Regions from separate parts of the Hordeum vulgare genome. Here region 2 is linked to region 1. A link is a contact called in public Hi-C data. All regions are on one chromosome and are shown on one strand. The core of a region is the stretch at or near the end of the contact, and the rest is flanking DNA. Distances in the headings are between cores, read along the strand shown. Region 1 has its middle 340 kb from the start of LOC123410954. Region 2 has its middle 110 kb from the start of LOC123407021.

Region 1 (4,611 bases), core at 1,015-3,514:
CAATGTTTTGTCTTTCTTCTTTGTTTTTCTTTCTTTCTCGGTCTTTTACATTTATTTTTCTTTGTTTCTTTTTTGTTTTTTCTATTTTTCTTTAACATATATCTATTTTCAGTGCATTGTACCAGTATACATTTTTGGAGTACAAGTGAAACATGTTTGACACACGTTAAGTATTTTTTTGAATACATGACATAATTTTTTTGAAATATACGATGTACATTTTTATAGTTTTGAACCCTTTTTAATACATGGTCAACAATATTCAAATACATATTGACCATTTTTTTGGCAGTAAATACGTTGCCAAACTACATGAACAAACATTATATGAACATTTTTTTAAATTCACTTTCATTTTTTGGAAGGACATCAGTATTCCTTTAAAACGTTGTGTACATTTTTGGAGGGAACACATTTGTTTTATCTATGAGCACATTTTTTTACATTGAATAAACATTTTTTGTGTGCACATTAAACATTCTTTCATGTAAATGATTACAAATCTTTTCAAACATAAATATTTATGTCAGCTTTTTTATACACATCCTATATTTTATGGATATACCAGCAACATTTTTTTGATACATGCTTAACCTTTTTAAAGTACATGATTAACATTTTTGGAATACTTGCATTTTTATATCTATGTTTTTCCATACACATTGTACATTTTTTTTCCAAATACATGGTTAACATTTTTTAAACATATATATTTATTATGACTGCTTTTTTCATACACATTGTACATTTGTTATACGCACGTTTAATACTTTTCTAATACACTATTTACATATTTTAGTACATATATCTTATGACGTCTACTTTTTTCATGCACATTTTATATTTTTTGTGTACACCAGGAATATATTATATATACACATTTCAAATAATTCAAGTACACGATCAACATTGTTTCGTACATACGTTTTCATATCTTCTTTTTTTGTACACATTGTACAATTTTCATATAAATCAGAAGAATGTTTGTATAACGTTTAAAATTATTGAAATGTGCGGTTAACATTCTTCATATTTATATGCAAAGCTATTTTTATAATACATATACTTAGGATATTTGTAATATAAGCAAAGGTAACGAAATAATTTTATCTTACCTACTAATACTAATACTAATACTAATACTAATACTAATACTAATACTAATACTAATACTAATAAAGCAAATAGTGCTTCTTCCGTACGTCATCCAAATTGTCCTTAAAGTTGACTAAAATTATCCATCAATGCCACCTATAAGTCATAAAAAACATTTCAAACAGGAAAATCTTCGGACTGGGCCGGCCCATGTAGGCACCTCCTATATTACGCTCTAGGCGTTGGAAAAAGATGCAGCACACCTGTTTGGGCCGGCCCATGCGTGGGCCTGTTTTTTTAGTTTAGTTCTTTTATTTTTCTTTTCAGTTCCATTTTGTTTTTCTACTTTAAATAATTTAAAACTTCAAACAACTTTTCTCAATTTTAAGAAACTGAGAATTTCGAAATAAAATATTCAAAAAATCATATTCTTTTTGAGAATTCAAAAACTACTCATGAGTTTTGAAAAATGTTTGCATATAAAAAAATGTTTAAACTTTGAAAAAATGTCCATAAATAAAAAAGTCAACGATTTTAAACAAAAGTCCGTGTGAAAATCTTAAAAACAGTTCGTGCCTCTGTTTTTAGTCTCATTTTTTATTTTCATTTTTCTGTTCCATTTTTTGTTTAAATAATTTAGAACTTTGAAAAACTTTTGCAATTTATAAAACTGGGAATTTTGAAATAAAAGTTTGAAGAAAATATAAAATGTTTGTGAATTCAAAAAGTGCTCAGAATTTTTGTAAAAATATTCACATATTCAAAAAAAAGTTCATAATTTTGAGAACAATTTTGGTGAAAACAATAAAAGTCCATGATTTTGAAAAAAAGTTTGTGTGTTATTTTTTGAGTGCAATTGAAAAAAATATTTGCTAATTCAAAAAATGTTCATGCATTTCAAGAAATGTCCTAAAATTTTAAAGACATAATATGATCAGCATCATTGGAGATTATAATTGTTTTTCTCCCGTTACAACGCACGGGTCCTTTTGCTATAACAGATAATGAAAGCAAATGTGTGAACGAAAGAGTATAAAAAAGAGCGATGAAAGTCTTTGGTCCACGCCTGGACCGACCCATTCCACGACTTCTTGAGGCGAAACGTGCTGCTAGTTCGTGTCAAATTAGACATAGTCGCACCCTTGTGCGAAGCCCTGACTATGTGCCAAATTGATCGGCACGTAGGATTTCCTCCTCAGTCGGTACGTAAGTCCCACTAATTACATGGTCCATGACACAGTGGGATGCATCCCAAATAGTTAGAAGAATCAGCCCATAGAGTAGGGACTGAACAATTCGCTCATCCATTGTGCTGTCTCGCACATATCCTGCGAGCATGCATCCAAATTTGCAGTGGTCAGTACTGATCTATATCTATACTACTATTAAACAATTAACAAGAATTACACTACACACACCTCATAAAACGTCCCATAAAAACAATCAATCAATCAGCACCCCACCCCACGATTATTCTCACAGATCTTAATCTAACAGCCCTCATTAATTCACCGTATGCTGGGTGGACTTAGCAATTACAATTGGCTGAACATACTCCATCGCATAGGACTGGTCTTTCTCGGGACGAAACCAAACTTCCCCTCAAAAAAGAAAAAAAGGAGAAAATCAGACTCCACCGCATAGGACCAGTCTTCCGTGATTGCCGTCGCACCATTGGCGCCGCGAGTAGCCTGCAGTCCGTCCCCCGGAGCTAGGAGCCCTCGCCATTGCCCATTGTTGCCGCTACCACCGTGGCATCCGTCTGCGAGATCCCCCGATGCCAGGAGCCCGCCCCGCCGCCGTCCCAAGAGCCCCTCGCCGCCGCACCGCCCGCCGCCTCTGACGCCCGTGCCCACCGACGGGGGCGGGCGAGCGGGGGAGATACCGCTAATCCAGTGGTGTCGGCTCCGGCGCGTTCGGGCATGTCTACCTTGGTTTCCTCGGCTCCAGCAGGTTTCCCCAAATGGTGCTGCGGAGGGGGCGTCGGCGGGCATGTCTACCATGGTAGCAGGTCAGCTGTCCCCATGGCGGCACCAAGCACCGACGGGCAGATCCGTGCGGCGGAGGGGGCGCTTGCGGCAAAGGCAGATGATGGACCGCGGCGGAGGGTTCGGAGCAATCCATCGGTTAGTTGACCAATAAACTCCCGGCTGGACAAGAAGGTAGTCACTTTGCCATGCGTGATTTGCGATACTTAGTATATTTGATAGAAATTGTGGAACAGTAGGTGGAGGTGGGCAAGCACAAAACGCATTTCCTTCATGTGCTTGCTACATGATAATTCAGTTAACAAAAATCTGCAAAATAGAGAATTCCGAGTGCAAATGATTTCCTGATGTCTAAGGCTAAAATGGTTGATGTGTAGAATCTTGCATTTGTAATTTAAGTGTGGGTAGACATAAAAAATATACTGCGGGAAGCTGCTGGCACGTGAGAGGATTTAGTTATTCTGCGGATCTATAAAAATTGCCAGTCCTGGCAGCAGCAGGCTTTGTGTGCTGAGTTAGGATTGACAGATGAGGAGATCGACAGATGAGGAGATCAATAGGTCAACCTGGACACCGGAGTGATGCTCACAGTAAAGTAGTTCTTTGATCTACTCTCTTCGGTTTGAGAAGAGGTACCTTGGGACTGTGCGGGAGGAAGACACACTGAATATCCTACTGGAGTTTGTTCCTGGTGGGTCTATCCAATCACTTCTTGGAGAACTCGGTTCATTCCTGGAGGCAGTAAGTAACCATCAATCCGTGTTGTTTACTGTAATTTGACTCACAGAAGAGAAATTGATCCGTTCCATGTTTTGATTAGGTGATTAGGAAGTATATCAGTCATATTTTGCAAAGGTTGGAATATCTGCATAGCAATGCAATGATACATAGACATTAAGGTAAAAACTCTGAAGCCTGAACATATACTAGAATCTTTGTACCACTGATTGTTTAATTGTGCTAATCATCTTCATGATCATGGGATTGTTTTTAATTCGGCGTGCAAACATTCTTGTTGATAGCAAAGGCTGCATTAAGCTTGCCGATTTTGGGGCATCTAAGCAAGTTGCCAAGTTGGTAAGAGATGTTCAATATGCTGTTAAGGTCGACTGTCATCTAGAGGATTTGCATGACCAGTTTCTTTCTACCAAACTTGGAAGAAATAAAGCCTTCATGTGTTTTTCAAGTGATTAAAACAATAATTTATAATCTAGGGGACTAGGGGATGGGGCTGCTCGAGCTCATCTCCAAGAGCCCCTCACCGACGCGCCGCCTGTTGCCGGAGATGCCCGTGCCTGTCAATGGGAGTGGACGTGCAGGAGAGATCCCGCCAATCCGATGGCGCAAGGGCGAGATGATCGGCTCCGGTACGTTGTCTACCTCGGGATAAATTTGGACACCGGCGAGCTCCTCGCAGTAAAGTAGATGCTGGGATTTTGCGATTTGGTTTTCTGATTTGTACTGTCTGGAGACTTTCATTCATTACACCATGTCTCTCCTTTGTTTGATTTTGGTTCTAGCTAGGGAG
Region 2 (4,060 bases), core at 621-3,120, 350 kb after region 1:
CTTCTTCATCGTCGTCTTCCATCATAACCCCTCTTTCTCCGTGCTTGGTCCAAACATTATAGCCCGACATAAAACCGGACCGAAGCAGGTGGCTCTGAATGACTCTTGAGAAAGTGTAATCCTTCTCATTCCGACATTCAACACATGGACAAAACATATAACAACCATCATGCTTGTTCGCATCGGCTGCATCTCGAAAAAAATGCACGCCTTCTCTGTAAGCGGATGTGCGTCGATCACCGTACATCCATGGATGGCTCATCTGCGTTATAGGACAGTATATCAAATACAATCACGATCCTAAAAATTAGTACCGCACGGTCAAAACGAGGAAATATAGTTGCTAACCTTTTAGAATAAGTAGAAATAAAGAGGAAGAGGTTTAAGCGTGGCTCGGTCATCTCATATCGTAGTTGTGTTCGGTAAACTGAAGCGGCATCGCTCTAACACACATTTCAACAAACACTCTAGTGCATCAAGAAAATGGAGAGCTAAGGCCCTGTTTGGTTACAAATAAGTCACCAACTTATAAGTTAAAAAGTGCAAAAAGTGACTTATTTTGCCAAAAGGGCCTAACTTATAAGTCACCCCAACTTATAAGTCATAAGTTGCTATACCCCAACTTAAAACTTATAAGTCACTTACTTTTTGATGGGTCCCACCACTTTTTCAGCCGAACCTGTTCCCTCACGCATCCCACCCGTGCCCACCGCCCCATCCCACCCGTGACTGGCGGCTCGCCCCATCCGCTCCCCACCGCGCAGCGCGCCTCGCCGCCGCTCCCACCGCGCAGCGCGCCTCGCCGCCGCTGAGCTCCATTCCTCCCCACCGCGCAGCGCGCCTTGCCGCCGCCGAGCTCCATCCCCACCCACCGCGCAGCACGCCTCGCCCATCCCTCCCCACCGCGCACCGCTGCTGCCCTCGTCGCCGCTGAGCTCCATCGCGAGCTCGCTCGGCTCGCCCAGGCCAGAAGCGCGAGCTCCGCCTCGCCCAACGCCCGGATCGGCTCGCCTCCGCCCGGATCAGCTCGCCTCCTCCGCTCGCCGCCCGGTCTCCACCATGGCTGGTCGGAGCTTCGCCGCCCTTTTCCAAGATTCCCAAGGCGCCGACGAGGAAGAGGACTTCTTTGGTGACGGCTCCCAGGTCGGCAACTACTCCCCACCGATTTGTGCGGCTGCTGCTCTGTTTCGTGCTCCGGCGGCTGGAGGGTGAGAAGATGTGGTCAGGTGACTTATAAGTCAGGTGACAACCAAACAGGCGTGACTTATAAGTCACTGGTTTTAAGTCACCTGACTTATTGGAACCAAACAGGGTCTAACACACACCCACACTCTTCCATCCAAGAAAAATGCAAGAAAGAGGGGAGAGGGGAGCTGTGCTATATATAGGCAGAGTACTTTAGTCCCGATTTGAGACACAAGTCGGGACTAAAGGTGACGCACATGCGGGCTGCACACCGCGTAACCCTTTAGTCCCGGTTTGAGACACAAACCGGGACTAAAGGCTCCTTACGGGCCGGGACCAAAGCCTCGTGAGCGCCATTGCGATTTGGGACGACGTGGCCGAGCCTTTAGTCCCGGTCCAGAGGGAGGTCCGGACTAAAGGATCCAGGCCAAAGATCCGTTTTCCACTAGTGTTACTTTCCGGGTGTAGGCAATGCTTATAAGAATTATCCGTTGGAATTGGCAGATAACGACCCTCCACGTCATGCGTCAACTACTCCATACACCGCTCCGCTCGACTGACGGACATGGACGTGTTTTGCAATCAATCTCGGGTGCGCTTTTACCCATCGCGGTCGTCGGGGGAAGGGACGCAACGCACGTAGCTACGTGGTGCACCGGCGTACACACACGGGATGGAGCGAAAGCGTATGGGCGAGCGAGACGTCGCCCTTGTTCAGTGAACCCGGCCGCCGCGTGCACTTTTCAGGCAGTCTTTGACGTGCCCGTTTCCTGTTTCTACTAATGAGTGATGACTAGTAACCAACCAATGCAGCTCCAGGTGCATTGCAGGCCGGGTGCAGATTTCAGTCCTTGTCAGTGCCTGCCGCGTACGAGACGGCTCGATCGGAACACTTGGTGCTGGCATTTTCGACGGAAAAGCTTGTAATTGATCACCATGGAGTTGTGCATCCGTGCGTGACCGCGTATGTGGTTGTCGAGCCATGCTTTGGAGCCGTGCGTACGTAGCCATTCACGACTAGGGAATTTCTCTAAGCCTATCGCGTGCAACAAGAAAATTCCTTGCGCGTGCAGTGGAAGTGCGCTTCTGTACCATCTCTTTTGAAAAGGCAGAAACCAAGGGAAAGTGCTCTTCTACACCCGAGCTCAAATAATTTCGGATGGACAGCGAATTTGTAAAATATTAAAAAAACTGCATTTTTTTCAGTAAACTTTGACAAAATGTCTAAGAGCTCGTAAAATTTCAATACGAAATTACATTTCTGGAAGTCGTGACAAAAAAACAAAATGGATGTTTCAAAATGCTTCCGAAAGTAGCATTTTAGAATTTCAATTTTGTTTTTCTACCACGACTTCCACAAATGTGATTTCATCATAAAAATTTACGGGCACTTACAAAAATTGTCAAAGTTTGCCCAGAAAAAAAATAAATTTTTTTAAACATTGTACATTTTTTCAAAATTACTGTTCAATCGAGTTCATTTGAGCTCGGTGCAAAAATATCATGTCCGAAACCAAGAAAATACACTAGTGATCAGTACTAGTGGACCTTGTCAAGGTCCTACTGCGCAAGGATGTTAGGGCATCTCTAACGATAACCCGTAATTTTTCTCCCACATCTATTCACGGACAGGAGAAGATCAGTTTGCAGACAGGAATACAGAATAATGACATCCAACATTAGCCGCATACATTTCAGCCCGCTTTTTAACAAATCAAACGAAATTCATGCAGACAAAACAATATTCATCAAAGTTCAAATAAGAAATAGCACAAATCATTCATATATATCATGCAAATTAAGTCTAATACAACAAGGTCTCAAGTTAAGCAGATACCCAACAAGTTGTTATTAAAAGATCATGTCTCTTCCACGGGTTCTTGCGAGGAACGTTAGACATATCTCGCCTAAATTATGGGACCATTTATCCGGGTGCAAGGGGATGTGGACATTAGGCAGTTCCGCCCAATCCTTATCAATGTGATCTTTTGGATTTTGGCCAAAGGGTACACCACTAGGGCAGCCCTGATTGCCCCCGAATACATCACCCTAACCAGACGACGTTCACCAAGGGGCGATTCATTCTTGACGGAACTCTCAACCTTCACGAGATGCTTCATGTAGTTAGGAGGAAACACCTTCGAGCGGTGTTCTTCAAAATTGACCTCCACAAGGCGTATGATACGGTCCACTCGTCATTCCTTTAGGAAGTTTTATCGAAGTGAGGCTTCGACCCCCATTGGATAGCGCGGGTCATGCAACTCGTGTCAAGTGGCCGCACCGCAATCGACATTAATGGGGAGGTGTGCCCTTTCTTTCCTATGACGCAAGGGGTACGAACCGGAGACTCGCTATCCCCTTTCCTCTTTAACCTAGTAGTGGACGCCCTAGCGGCGATCTTGGACCTCGCCTAGAGGGCTGGGAATATTAGGGGCATCTGCCCTCACCTCGTCCCCCGGGGCGGGTTAACCCATCTGCAATATGAAGACGGCACGATATTGATGGTAGAGGGCTCGGATGAGGACATCTCTCACCTGAAGTTCCTCCGTCTATGCTTCCAAGAGATGTCGGGGCTAAAGATTAACTTCGCAAAGAGGGAAGTGATGGTGTTGGGTTACTCCGCCGAGGACTCCCAACGTATAGCTAACCGTCTTAATTGTCAACTCGGGTCCTTCGTCACGACTTACCTCGGCATGCTGATTAGTGACTCCCTGCTTTAGGAGAAGCACCTCCGCCTTCAATGACCAAGGTACAACATAGGGTCAAACCTTGGCAAGGATGGTGGCTATCGAAGGCGACTAGGGTTGTGCTTATCAACTCTTCCATGACTAGCCTTTTGATGTATCGGATGGAATTCTATAGCCTGCATGAATCC

Evidence for each region. A called contact is a pair of places that touch in the nucleus more often than the background predicts.
Region 2: a Hi-C map of seedling shows a contact between it and region 1, with 3 times the contacts expected there. The contact joins two enhancer-like sites. A contact is called at or near these places in 2 of 6 Hi-C or Micro-C datasets (leaf and seedling).

Annotation. Positions count from the first base shown.
Region 1 is chr7H:527,442,332-527,446,942 of MorexV3_pseudomolecules_assembly, forward strand. No RefSeq gene overlaps it. Among protein-coding and RNA genes, the nearest start is that of LOC123410954, 340 kb to the left of the region's middle. Within about 2 kb of position 2,265, at least 2 of the 3 cell types and tissues checked have open chromatin away from gene starts, as enhancers often do. A contact at or near this core is called in seedling, where this site is marked.
Region 2 is chr7H:527,792,706-527,796,765 of MorexV3_pseudomolecules_assembly, forward strand. No RefSeq gene overlaps it. Among protein-coding and RNA genes, the nearest start is that of LOC123407021, 110 kb to the right of the region's middle. Within about 2 kb of position 1,871, at least 3 of the 3 cell types and tissues checked have open chromatin away from gene starts, as enhancers often do. A contact at or near this core is called in seedling, where this site is marked.